Linked DNA regions of Sus scrofa: region 2 is linked to region 1. A link is a contact called in public HiChIP or PLAC-seq data. All regions are on one chromosome and are shown on one strand. Each heading gives the region's core, a stretch centred on a gene start, on an enhancer-like site or on the middle of the called end of the contact. The rest is flanking DNA. Distances are from core to core; before and after follow the strand shown.

Evidence for each region. HiChIP or PLAC-seq counts read pairs in DNA pulled down with a chosen protein or histone mark.
Region 2: a contact with region 1 is called in an H3K27ac HiChIP or PLAC-seq map of alveolar macrophages. The contact joins two enhancer-like sites. A contact is called at or near these places in 1 of 5 promoter capture datasets (fetal liver) and 1 of 2 datasets of contacts at active chromatin or transcription factors (alveolar macrophages).

The regions. Positions count from the first base shown.
Region 1 is chr4:94,753,086-94,759,613 of Sscrofa11.1, reverse strand. DCST1 (DC-STAMP domain-containing protein 1) reads left to right here. Exons shown (of 16, transcript XM_021089738.1): 6 at 173-392; 7 at 485-628; 8 at 2,011-2,132; 9 at 2,515-2,672; 10 at 5,354-5,453; 11 at 5,580-5,675; 12 at 5,814-5,940. Among named protein-coding and RNA genes, the nearest start is that of ADAM15, 8.3 kb to the right of the region's middle. Within about 2 kb of position 3,198, at least 43 of the 83 cell types and tissues checked have an H3K27ac peak or open chromatin away from gene starts, as enhancers often do. A contact at or near this core is called in alveolar macrophages and fetal liver, where this site is marked.
Region 2 is chr4:95,168,819-95,175,346 of Sscrofa11.1, reverse strand. The region is part of intron 1 of ADAR (double-stranded RNA-specific adenosine deaminase); the gene reads right to left. Among named protein-coding and RNA genes, the nearest start is that of ADAR, 18 kb to the right of the region's middle. Within about 2 kb of position 2,531, at least 74 of the 83 cell types and tissues checked have an H3K27ac peak or open chromatin away from gene starts, as enhancers often do. A contact at or near this core is called in alveolar macrophages and fetal liver, where this site is marked.

The DNA of each region.
Region 1 (6,528 bases), core at 1,949-4,448:
CCCAAGGACCATGAAGTGGGGAGAATTCCAGGTGAGAGGCTGTCTCGGGGCCTAGGCTCCCTATAGGCTTGAGGTAAGAACCCAAACTTGGCTAATGCGAGACAAAAAGGCTGTAGGGGCAGCAGAAGCGCTAAGTTCACATGGCTGACCCCTCCCCTCCCTCCAACCCCAGAGCAGCAAAGAGTCACTGAAAGCCGAGACTCAGAACATCACCAGCTCCTTTGAGGAACTGGATGCCCAGGTGAACAGTGAGAGTGGATACACACCTGAGGACGACGCCGAGGGCTCAGAGCAGACAGCCCAGGGTGGAGAGCCGCTCCGCATGTCAGCCTTCAGACGCCGCCTCTCCACACAGAAGATATACGAGATGAAGACAAAGCTGCGTTGCTCCCGTGAGGAGGGGGGCCTGGGGGGGGTGCGGCGCAGGGCTGGGGCTCCAGGTCAGGGGGTGGGGACCTCAGACGCCTGTTACCCCTTCCTACAGACGTGGTGAACAAGGCCATGCTCACCTGCCGCCGCTGGTTTGACCAAAAGCACCAACAGTGCATGCGACACATCTGGGTCCCGCTCCTCAAGCACCTGCTCTGCCTGCCCATGAAGTTCAAATTCTTCTGTGGCATTGCCAAGGGTCAGCACAGCAGCACGGGGGTGGGGCGCACCAGGGCTGGGGATCCGAGTCCTTGGCGACCACTGGGTAGATGTGGGGTAGGAGGGCAACGGGGGAGGGTTTTCAGCTTTGAGGACACGGCACCCTCAGAGCCCAGCCCCTCCACTGACTGGGCTTGTGACCCAGGTAAGTTTATAGCAAGGCTCTCAGCTTTGTCCCTCCATCTGAAAGATGGGCATAAAGATAGTGCTTATCCCATTAGGGGTTTCTGATGATTTCAGTGGATAAGACATGTAAAGCTGGTAACAGAGCCGGCACACAGAGGAATTGCTCCATTAAATATCGGCTATCCTGGACTTCCCGGGTGGCTCAGTGGTTTAAGGATATGGCATTGTCAGTGCTGTGGGGCAGATCCCTGGTTTGGGAATGCCATATGCCATGGGCGTACCCCCAAAAATATTGGCTATCATTATTAATATTTGGTATAGTTATAGGCAGGTGAAGAAATGGGGGGGAAAAATCCGGCCCTGGTTCTGGGGAAAAGAGGAGAGTGAAGAGAGGAAGGGCTCGGGGTGGTAGAAAGTCACCGGCAGGAGTTCCCATCATGGCTCAATAGTAACAAACCCAACTAGTATCCATGAGGATGCAGGTTCGATCCCTGGTCTCAGTGGGTTAAGGATCCGGTGTTGCTGTGAGCTGTGGTGTAGGTTACAGATGCCGCTCGGATCCTGTGTTGCTGTGGCTGTGGTGCAGGCCAGCAGCAGTAGCTCCGCTAGCCTGGGAACTTCCATATGCCAAGGGTGCAGCCCTAAAGATCACTGCCAGAGTTCCCACTGTGGTGCGATGGGTTTGGCAGTGTCTCTGGAGCGCTGAGACATAGGTTCAATTCTCAGCCAAGGAGTTCCCATTGCGGCTCAGCAGGTTAAGAACCCAACTAGTATCCATGAGGAGGCAGGTTTGATCCCTGGCCTCGCTCCGTGGGTAAGGATCCAGCATTGCCACAAGCTGTGGCAAAGGTTGCAGATGTGGCTTGGATCTGGTGTTGCTGTGGCTATGGCACAGGCCAGCAGCTGCAGCTCTGATTAGACCCCTAGTCTGGGAACTTCCATAAGCCGAGGGTGCAGCCCTAAAAAATAAATAAATAAATAAACAAGCCAACCCACTAACCCAGCGGAGCACAGTGGGTTAAGGATCCAGCAGTGGCACAGATTGCAGTTTCAGCTTGGATCTGATCCTCTGATCCCTGGCCTGGTAACTCCATAAGCCATGGCAGCCAAAAAAAAAAAAAAAGGAAGTCACCGGCAGAGAGACAGAAAAGCAGGCGGGATGAAAAGGCTCTTGGGAAGGGACGACTGGAGGCCGGGGCTCAGGGAAGCCCCTGACCTGGCCCCACTGCCCACTAGTGATGGAAGTTTGGTGCCGCAGTCGCATCCCAGTGGAAGGCAACTTTGGGCAAACCTATGACTCCCTCAACCAGTCTATTCGTGGCCTGGAGGGGGAATTTTCAGCCACTATTAACCTCAAGGTAGGAGGGGCATCGGGTGAGGGTGGGGGGAGACAGGGAGTGGGAGGAGGGCACAGGGACCAGGGCTTGAGGGAGAGGGCTCAGGAGGGAGGGGGCAGGCTGTGAGGGAGGGGGAACGATGTTGGTGTGAGGGGACAGGCGGGGTGCCAAGCCTGTGGCTGGCCCGCAGGGCCCTGACCCGGGGCCTAATGGTCAGCCAGGTGTGAGAGGGTGGCAGCTCATACAAGGGCAGGGGAGCAAGACCGTGTCAAGAAGGGCATCGGCCACTCTTAAAGTCCCGGGAAGAGCTGGACCCAAGAGTGGGGCATTAGGAGAAAGGCACCACGGAGAGGCTGGGGGGTTGGGCCTGGGCCTCTGAGTTTGTACCCAGGTCCTCTCCCAGGAAGAGAAGCGGGCCGGGATGCTGGGCCTCAACACGAGCTGGGAACACGTGAGCACCGAGGTGCGAGACTACGTGAGACGTCAGGAGGCACAGCTGGAGTGGGCCCTGGGGCTGCTGCGGGTGCTGCTCTCCTGCACCTTCCTGCTGGTCCTCCGAGCGTAAGTCTTGAAGCTCCACCCCAAGCCCCGCCCACCACTCCAAGCCCCGCCCCCGCCCCAACCCCTCCTCCAACTCCCACCCCTGAGTCCCAGACCCCAGCTGCAGACCCACCTCAGGCTCTGAATGTGACTGTTCTTGTGCCTTTAACGCGGCCTTTTTCTAAAGCTGGGTTCCTTGTTTACACAAAGTTAAAGGAAATATGGACATTTTGTCAGAAGAAACGTTACCGTGTTCCCACCTCCTGAAAGGGCGACCCGTCTTTATCTACCTCCTTCAGCCCTTTATCCTGACGCTGAGTTTTTTTTTTTTTTTAACTTTTAGCTTTGACTTTTGATTTTTTTTCTTGCCCTTCATATTCCCCTTGGCTCTGACTTTGTGCCGTTTTTATCGTCCAATTCTGCTTTCATTTTCTCCCGCCTGCTGCGTTGGCAGCTACTTTCCCTCCATTTGGACCAAAGTCCTCAACCCCACCCAGCCTGGCGTCCAGCTGGGCTGTCCTGGGCCTCACTCTGCTCCCCTGCTGACCTCTGGACCCTGTACTTCCTGTCTCCACCCCCGAATGCCTGGGAGGAGCAGGGGCTGGGCAGGGGCTGGGCACAGGGGTTCCTGATCTGTCTGCCCCTATTTGTGGGGCTAGAGCAACTGCAAATGAGTGGTTGTGTGGATGCCCAGGGCCCTGTCGGAGGACAAAGATGAAGGAGCCATATTCTTGCCCTCAAGAGACTCATGATCTAGGGGATGCAAGAGAGGCAGCCACAAAACAGAGATGGTTCAGAGTTCTCGTTGTGGCTCAGTGATAATGAACCTGACTAGTATCCTTGAGGACATGGGTTTGATCCCTGGCCTCAGTGGGTTAAGGATCCGTGGGCATTGCTGTGAGCTCTGGTGCAGGTTGCAGATATGGCTCGGATCTAGCATTGCTGTGGCCGTGGAGTAGGCCAGCAGCTACAGTTCCGATTTGACCCCTAGCCTGGGAACTTCCATATGCTGTGGGTGCGCTCTAAAAAGAAAAAAGAAATAAACAAAAAACTGGCGATGGTTCAAGGGCTATACTATGAACTGGTTGTGGGGCCAGGTATGGGAGCTGAGGAGGTGCTCCTGCAAGGGCCATAACTGGGCTTCAAGAGGCTGCAGATAGGAAGTCATGGTCAAGAAGAGGAAAGGGGAGTTCCCGTTGTGGCACAGCGGAAACAAATCCGACTAGGGACCCGCAATCAAGGTTGTGGGTTCGATCCCTTGCCTCACTCAATGGGTTAAAGATCCAGCATTGTGGTGAGCTGTGGTGTAGGTTGCAGACTCCGATCCCACGTAGCTGTGGCTGTGGCTGTGGCCAGCAGCTACAGCTCCAATTCAACCCCTAGCCTGGGAACCTCCACATGCCGTTAGTGTGGCCCTAAAAAGCAAAAAAAAAAAAAGAAAGAAAAAAGAAAAAGAAAAAGAAAAAGAAAGTTATTCTCTTGGCCAGGATTCCATCACATGTGAGATGTGCAAGGCAGAGGCTGGGGTTGAGGACTGGGCTGAAGTGGCCATGGCCAGAACAGTCTGGAAATCCCTCCAAGAGGGCCCTGAACTGCCCCCACCCCCATTCCCCACCCATTGCAGGGTTGCAGAGTGGACTGGAGAAGCCTGCAGGGAGGGAGGCTATGGGAGGTCAGAGGTTAGGTAGGGAGCCTGGCTGGAGTGGGGTGTGGCAGGAAGTTGCTCTGAGATGGAGGGAGGAAGAGTGAAGGTGTCACAGGTCTCAGAGCCAGTTTGGGGAGGGAAGGAAGAAGGCACGGAATCAATAGCCACTTGCAGGCTTTCAGCCTGGGTGAGGTCCCTCCCTGCGGGGGCAGAGCTGGCGCGGGGGTGGGGCCAGACTCAGGGGGGGCCAGACTCAGGAGGCCCCAGCGGGCCCAGCCGCCGTAGGTCTCTCCACAAGGGGGCGCTCACAGTCTTTCTTTGCATGTACAGTTATTTCTATCTTAAAGGCAAAGATGTAGATTTTTACAGGGTCCCAGAACCCATAGCATTGGAACTTATGTTTCACAGTTTACAGAGCTTATTTCATGTACTTTTACAGTTTTAAACACATTTCCAACAATTAACATTTTTTCCCTCAGGAAACGGAAGCATTATGGGGGACTTGGGAGAGACACAGAAGAGAGCTCCATTGGTGCAGGCACACACTCACACTCACACACAGCCAGCCCTGCTGTACTCAAGGGAGTGTCAGACGAGAAGGGAAATAGTTTTGGAATGAGTTTTGCTTGAAGTGACCTCCAGGAGATGTTTGGAAGGCTCTCCTGAGAGGCAGGGACTTGAGAGGTGAATGCGGGAGTCAGTGGGTCAGGTGATGTCTGCAACCTTGCCGGTTTCCCGTCTCCGTGCCTTTGTTCCTGCTCTTTCCTCTGCTTGATATACTTCCTGAAGGTTCCATGCCTGGGAAACCCTTCCCTAGCTCCCAGCCACACGCGTGCTCTAACATGACCCATCCCTCCTCTCCTCTGTTATGTCTCATCAGTATGTATGTTTTTCACTGGACTGGGGGCGGCTGGGGGGCAGGAGGGAGCTCCGTCTTCTTCTAGGACACAGATGGTGCTCAGTGCACGCTGAGAGGCTGGCCAATGACTGTGCATCAGAGAAGCCCATGGCTGGGGGTGGGTGACCCTGGAGGCGACCAAGGCACCCTCACCCACAGGTGCTTCTCCTACGTGGACAATTATAACGGGGACATCCGCTTCGACAACATCTATATCAGCACCTACTTCTGCCAGATCGATGATCGCAGGAAGAAGCTGGTGAGTGGGCACAGCCCGGCCCAAGGGGGCCCTGCTCTGTGCCCTGTGTGGCTTCCCGCTCCAGGAGGGCAGAGCGGAAGGGGAGGGGGCACACCGGGTTTCTCCCTGTGTGGACCTTGTTCCCAGGGCAAGCGGACTCTGCTGCCGCTCCGCAAAGCTGAGAAGAAAACTGTCATCTTCCCCAGGGATCCCATGATCCAGGCCTCAGAAATGAAAAATGTGGTGAGGCTGGTGGGAGGGCAGGCCGCCAGATCCTACTAGAGGCAGGGGTCTGAGGGGTGGGGGGCAAAGGTGGCAGAGCGGGCTCTGCGCCAGGGCAGGTGGCGCTGCCCAGCTCTGCCCCTCCTGCTCGCTGGGCAGATACGGGAGCTCTTGGAGACCCTGCCTGTGCTGCTGCTGCTGGGGGTGCTGTGTGGCCTGGACGGGGCCCTCTACTCCATCTTCGACACCATCCGCCACCACTCCTTCCTGCAGTACTCCTTCCGCAGTGAGCGAGCTCGGGGAGAGGCGGGGAGGCTCCCAGCCCAGGAGACACCCCCTGAAGAGCACCCACCCCTGTGCGGCCACCCCACCCCAATTCTTCCCATTTTGTCACCTCCTTCTGCATCTCAGCCCCTCCCCGTCCTCCCCAACCCCGGGCTGGAATACCAGCCCTGAAACCTGACAGCTGTCACTGGGGTTCTCAGTTTCCAACCTTCCTTTGTATCTTCCAAAGGGAGGGGTTCGTGTGCAGGGAAGGGATGGCAAGTTGGGTGCAGCTGAGAGGTTTTCTTTTTCTTTTTAGGGCCGTACCTGTGGCACATGGAGGTTCCCAGGCTAGGGGTCGAATTGGAACTGCAGCTGCTGCTGGCCACAGCCACAGCAATGCCAGATCCAAGCCATGCATGTGATCTACACCACAGCTGATGGCAATGCCGGATCCTTAACCCACTGAGTGAGGCCAGAGATCGAACCCACATCCTCAAGGTTACTAGTCTGGTTCTGTGCCACAACGGGAACTCTGCCGAGATGTATGTCTATGCCTTGACCTCTCCCATACATCCAATCCCTGTCTGCCCCATCCCCTTATCTCCAA
Region 2 (6,528 bases), core at 1,282-3,781, 420 kb before region 1:
CTTTCTAGATTTAAACTGGTGCTACTTGACCAAAACCTGCAAAATATTCGAAGGTCTATCCACAGAAGAAGGTTGAACAAATCATGACACGTTCAGGCCATGGAACCATACTCAATTTTTTTTTTCTCAAATGTGTTATCTATTTAGGAGTGATATGTTAAATTCACAACAGCAAAAACAAGCAAGTTGCAGAGGAATGTGTATGCTACAATCCCCCCCCCCTTTTTGGTGTACTAAAGTTAAAAACCTGTGGGAGCTCCCACTGTGGTGCAGTGGGCTAATGATCTGGCCTGTCATTGTGGAGGCACCAGCCCGGCGCAGTGGGTTAAGGATCCAGCACTGCAGCAGCTGTGGCATAGGCTGCAGAGTGATCCCTGGCCTGGGAACTTCCACATGCTACAGGTATGGCCGCAAAAGGGGGAAAAAATAGTTAAAAACCCATGAATGTGTGCGCAAGCTAGAAAGAACACGGAGAGAAGAAAGAAGGAAAGGGGAGCTTCCTGGTGCCTAGAGGTTAAGGATCCAGTGTTATCTCTGCTGTAGTGCCAGCCTGATCCCTGGCCCAGGAACTTCCGCAAGCCAAGGGCATGACCAAAAAAAAAAAGGAAAGAAGGAAAGGATATACGGATTTGTTAACAATAGTTATTTGAGGGAAAAATGAGAGGGAGAGTATTAATATTTTCTTTTTCTTTCTTTTTTTTTTACTTACTAGATTACTGGTTTATTATAAAAGACTGTAACTCAGGAAGAGCCAGATGGAAGAGATGCAGAGGGCAAGGTGTGGGGGAGGGGCGAGGAGCTTCTGTGCTGTCCCCAGGGCCCCACTCCTGACATCTCCGCATGGTCACCAATCTGGCTGTTCTCTGAACCTACCCTTTTGGGTTTTCATGGAGGCTTCATCATCGCAGGGTTGATTAAATCACTGTCTGCTGGCTGGTGGTTCAACGTTCAGCCCCTCCTAATTTTTTCTTTATATCCCCTTATATCCCCTAAAAGCCAAACCACCACTTCGGAACAGCCATTTGTAGAAGAGAGTCACAGAATGAGAGGGAGAGCAAGGACGAGAGAAACTAACCCACTGTGAACGTTCCTAAATCCCTCAACATCTCCACTCATCCACTTCATGCATATGTACCACGCAAATTAGGTAGCAAGCCACTTAGCATTCATTGCCCAGCAAAGCTTCCCTTTAAACTAGTCTCGTATATTTAGGATCAAGAGACCAGCCCCCACCTTTATTTTACCACATGATATTTTATATATTTTTTTTAAACTGAGGTATAAATTTACAGTCAAATTTACCCTTTTTAGTGTATAATTCTATGAGTTTTGACTATATAGAGTCAAAGCACATAAAGCCTTATAACTACCACTGCGATCAAGATACAGAGCATTTTCATTTCCCGAAAACATTTTCTCATGTGCTTTGCAACCAATTCCTTTCCCTACACCCAGCCCCTAGCAACCACTGATCTGTCTTCCTCTAGCTTTGTTTTCTCCCTCATACATTTTTTCTTCTTTTTCCTTTTTTTTAGGGCCACACCCATGGTATATGGGAGTTCCCAAGCTAGGGGTTGAATCAGAGCTGCAGCTGCCAGCCTACACCACGGCCACAGCAATGCCGGATCCGAGACATGTCTGCGACCTACACCACAGCTCATGGCAATGCCAGATCCTTAACCTACTGAGCAGGGCCAGCGATCGAACTCGTGTCCTCATGGACACTAGTCAGGTTTGTTTCCGCTGAGCCACAAAGAAACTCCAGTATGTAGTCTTTTGAGTCCAGCTTCTTTCGCTTAGCATCATGAATCTGAGATTTGTCCACTTAGTTACACAGAGCAGCAGTTCCTGCCTTTTTTTGTTGAGCAGTTTTCCATTACATGGATGTATCCTAGTTTATCTAACCACTTGTTGAAAACACTAGAGTCTTCCAGTTTTTAGAGGTAATGAATAAAGGCCCTATAAACTTCCCCCTACAGGTTAAGAAGGAAAGGAGACAGCTAAAAGTAAAGCATGTTGTCCAAGTGGAGCTAAAGGTAGGGTGGGCAGCCATGGGTCCTGGCAGAAAAGCAGAGGGGGATCTGTCCTGACCTGGGCTCAGGGTTTCCTCTTCAGGATGCATTTTCCCATTTTCCTCACAAACCCTCTTCCAGGCCTTGTTCCACAAGGCAGAATTAATTAGCATGATACAAATTCCTAAATTCCTAGAACAGCAATTTTTCTTGGCAAGAAAATATACACACACTCTCACAATGCGCGTATGTCACACAAAAACAGAAACATACAGGAGGTGTAGGATGAGCCAGTTGCTGCTGGCCTGACTGCGCTCTGACCCCAGCGGCTTACCTGCCTCGGGTCCATGGCACCTCCAAGGCATGTCCTGACTCCCACCCGCCCGCCGGCAGCGCGACCCTCCCGGGAGGGACCCTCCTTGAGGCGGGGCCGTCAGGCTCTCGAGTAGGACAGGCCCGGGCCTGGAGATGGGCTTGGAAATGGCTCCGGTTCAATTTCACTTTCGTTTCTTCAGAAGGACCGCCCACTTTGGAAAGTTTGGCCGAGGGGCGGGGCTTGGGCCAAGCAAGCTGAGCTGCCTGGGTTCCTGCCGATTACAAGTTTAAACCCTTTCTTGCAAGAGTATTGGGCAAGATACTCTTTCTTTAGGTAAAGAGCTATAAATACTGAGCCCAGAATTCCCTTCGCAGCCTTCTCAGGAATACATGAGAGAAAGCAAACGGAGAACAAAGCCACCCTGCCAAGTTCAGCACTGGAGAAAGAGCCAAGGCTCCCGGCACTGCCTTCCAGGTCTGCCCTAATGTGACCACCTGTCTCTAATGTGGAAGAGAGTGGGGGGCAGATCTCTTCAAATGACTGACGTCCCTGCTGTGGACTAATTGCTCCTACACTAGCACATTTAGCGACGTGAGCGTGTAACAGCCAGCATATAGGAGCCAGATAATGATCATAGCAACTGAACACTTAAGAATCTACAACAGAAAACCATCCTACCATCTGGCATCCGTCCAGGCAAGGGTTAAGTCCTTTTACATGCCTTGTCTCCTTAATTTTCCTGACAGCTTGGCCAGGCAGGCATTATTCCAAACCACAGATGTGGAAATGGAGGCTCCACAAGGGCCATGCTGCGGCTAAATCCAGGTCTGACTGCAAAACGTCATTCCTCATCCCCACTCTACACTTGTTCAAGCCACACCGCAGCTTTCCAAGAGATGACTGATGGTATCAACTGATGTCATGAGCAGGCTTATATGGCTGCTCTATTTTATACAAGATGTCAGAAAAATATTTTATGAAACAATTCTAATGCTCAACAGCCCCCCTCCCTCTTCCACCTGAGCAATTTCTTTTTCTGTATTTCATTTCACTTTTATCCCCACTGCTTCTGAGATTTACAAGGCGGTCCCGTCACATCACTGTCCCCAACCGATGCCCTTTCTTACTGCCCCCTCATTCTATTCGCCTTAAGTGTTAGTCCCCCCAACTTCCCATTTCTAGTGGAGTCTGTCTGTTTTTTCCCTCTCCGGGCCTTTGTGCATTCTGTGCCTTTGCCTTGAATGTACTTCCTCTGTGGCTTCTGGCAAAAGCCATTCAAGGTCTGCTTCAAATATGACCTCTTAGGAAAGCTTTGCCCCACTCTGGTAGGGGAGTGGGTGCGATTCGTGGTGCCTTGTTTTGGCTTCTCCCTTACTCAACACTTGCAACTACGAGAGCACTTTCACCATCCTCTGAAAATGCCTTATTCATGCATTTAACAGAACTTTACTAAGCACCTAATATGTGCCAGATACTGTGTTAAGCACCAAGGACATGACACAAAGAAGAGTCCTGTCCCCATCCCTTCAGCTGCCCATCAGGCTGGGAAGGGAGCCAGATGCTTCAACGGTCACAACAGTGTTATGAGCACCGTTTATATATCTGCTTTTATTTCAGGAAAGTCTTCTCAGGGCAGGGAACGTGTGCTGTATATCCTCACCGCCTCCCCCCGCCCCCGGGCATAGTGACCTTCAGGGGGTCAGTTAGTTGACTGAATAACAGACGGCTCAGTGGAAAAAATAATGGGTAAAACAGTGCACATGAGAAAGTGCTCAACCTCATCACATCTGGGAGATGCACAATAAAGCCACAGTGAGTTACTGCCCATCCATGCCACAGGCACATTAACTAAACATCTGATCAGAGCACGTGGAAGCAAAGATGCAGAGCAGCTCTTAGTCATCACAGGAAGCCTAGGAAAGGCGTGAATACACACGCACCCTGTGCAATTCAGTAATTCCACTCCTAGACCTGGATACACATACAAGAAGTTTGTGGTTGCTTAATTCACAATAGCTCTCAACCTGAAACAACTCAAGTGTGCATCAAAAGGAAAATGGATAAATGATGGCATTGGCCCATGACAGATTATACTGTGGGAAAGATGAAAGACTTATATGACCCACATGCAACGAGGTGGCTAATTCTCTAAACATGACACTGAGTGAAAGAAGCCATGTATACACACTATATGGTTCCACCTACATATGGGCCAAAATCAGGCAAAACTATAGTATATGCCGTATAAAAGACAGGATGATGGTTATCTCTAGGGAAGAAGGAGGGGTTTTGACTGGGAAGAAATGTTCTAGGTGCTGGTGATGTTCTAGTTTTATATATACGGTTGCTTTCTAATGATTCATTAAAGTTATACACTGACGCTTTAGGCACCTTTCTGCAACTATGTGCTTGACTACACAATTTTAAAAGGCTAAAAACAACAACAAACTCTCCCTGTAGCAATTTCAGCTTATCTCCCGCTTTTTTTTTTTTTTTTTTCTTTTCTTTTCTTTCTTTCCTTTCTTTTGCTTTTTAGGGCCTGCAGTTTCCCAGGCTAGGTCCCAGGTGTGTGCGACCTACACCACAGCTCATGGCAATGCCGGATCCTTAACCCACTGAACGAGGCCAGGAATCGGAGCTGCGTCCTCATGGTTCCTAGTAGGATTCGTTTCCACTGCACCATGACAGGGACTCCTTTTCTTTCTAATTTAAGCAAAATGAGTTATATCTAACCTCTGCTTTCTTGCCTTCAGGCTAAACAATCCCAAGGTCTTTAACCCTTCTATGAGAATGGTCCAGAAAAGCATGAATCACAGCTACTGTGTGGGGAAGCTGCACGGCTGCTGCCTCCATCACTTTGAACACACCTAGGATTCAGTGATGAAGCCAAAAGGGGAAATGCGTTTCCTAAACAGAGGGTCAGTTTCTGCTTTGAAAGAACAACTGCTCTTGTCATTTAATCTTAGCAGCTCAAGTAATTGCAGACAGTCTTATTCATAAAACATTTCACCTCCTCCCTCTTAGAGAATGTTCTAGCTCCCATGGGGTTGTGAGGTGGTGACTTGAGCTGTTCTATTGCAGGGACTTGACATGTTGGATGAAGGTATTTTAAAAATTAACCAAGGAGTTCCCGTCGTGGTGCAGCAGAAACAAATTTGACTAGGATCCATGAGGATGCAGGTTCGATCCCTGGTCTTACTCAGTGGGTTAAGGATCTGGCATTGCCTTGAGCTGTGGTGTAGGACACAGACGTGGCTTGGATCTGGCGTTGCTGTGGGTGTGATGTAGGCCTGCAGCTACAGCCTGATTAGATTCTTGGCCTGGGAACCTCCATATGCTGTGGACCTAAAATATAGATAAATAAATAACCAAAAGTAGGTTGATTGCAGAAAATTTCAGAAAATGCAGGTGAGCTAATAGGGTCACAGTTACCCCTAATCCTCCACTGTCAATTCACTGGTGCCCACCCTGGCTGTTTCCCCTGCGTACAGGCTCCCCAGAAACCCTCCCTGGGAGCCTGTGTCTGCGAAGTACCCACTGTAGCTGTGAAAAACCCACCTATGGCTACTTGCTAACAACTGGCCTAAACGGTGAAGAGTTGTTATCTAAAATTAGGTAGTGCCAAAATAAATAAATAAATAAATAAAATGAGGTAGTACCAAAAAAGCCCCCCACAGAAAAAGTTCTCAGAAGTCTGGCTTTCACATGACACCACCAAGCTGCCTGTGTGCTTTCAGGGGCCTGGACTTCCTCAATTATGGGGAAGGACCTTTATCATCTGGGCTGCTGCACTGGTATTAGTTACCAGTCCCTGCTAATCTTGCTTTGTAGCTATAAATACAACTGCTAGTCTGGCTTGGTAATGATGAATTTGGCTTGTGGTGGATCTTCTGTTTAATTTTACTTCGTGCAGGGATGCATATTTACAACAACGGTCTTTTTCGTCCGTAATTTCCGATAACCAGACTTTACGGCACATATGGGCTACATCCAATTGGATCATCTAGCTCCTTACTGTAAAGCAGATGTCTGCAAACTCCTTCAGTATTTGCTCATACAGCAGATACCGCAACAGAACTGTACTGCCTGCTCAGGCTTGCTACTGAGCTTGCAACATATTATCAAAAAAGCAATGAATTACTGAGTTATTTTTAAGTACTTGGGCACTATTTTAGAACAGGATTTGCACATAAATACACT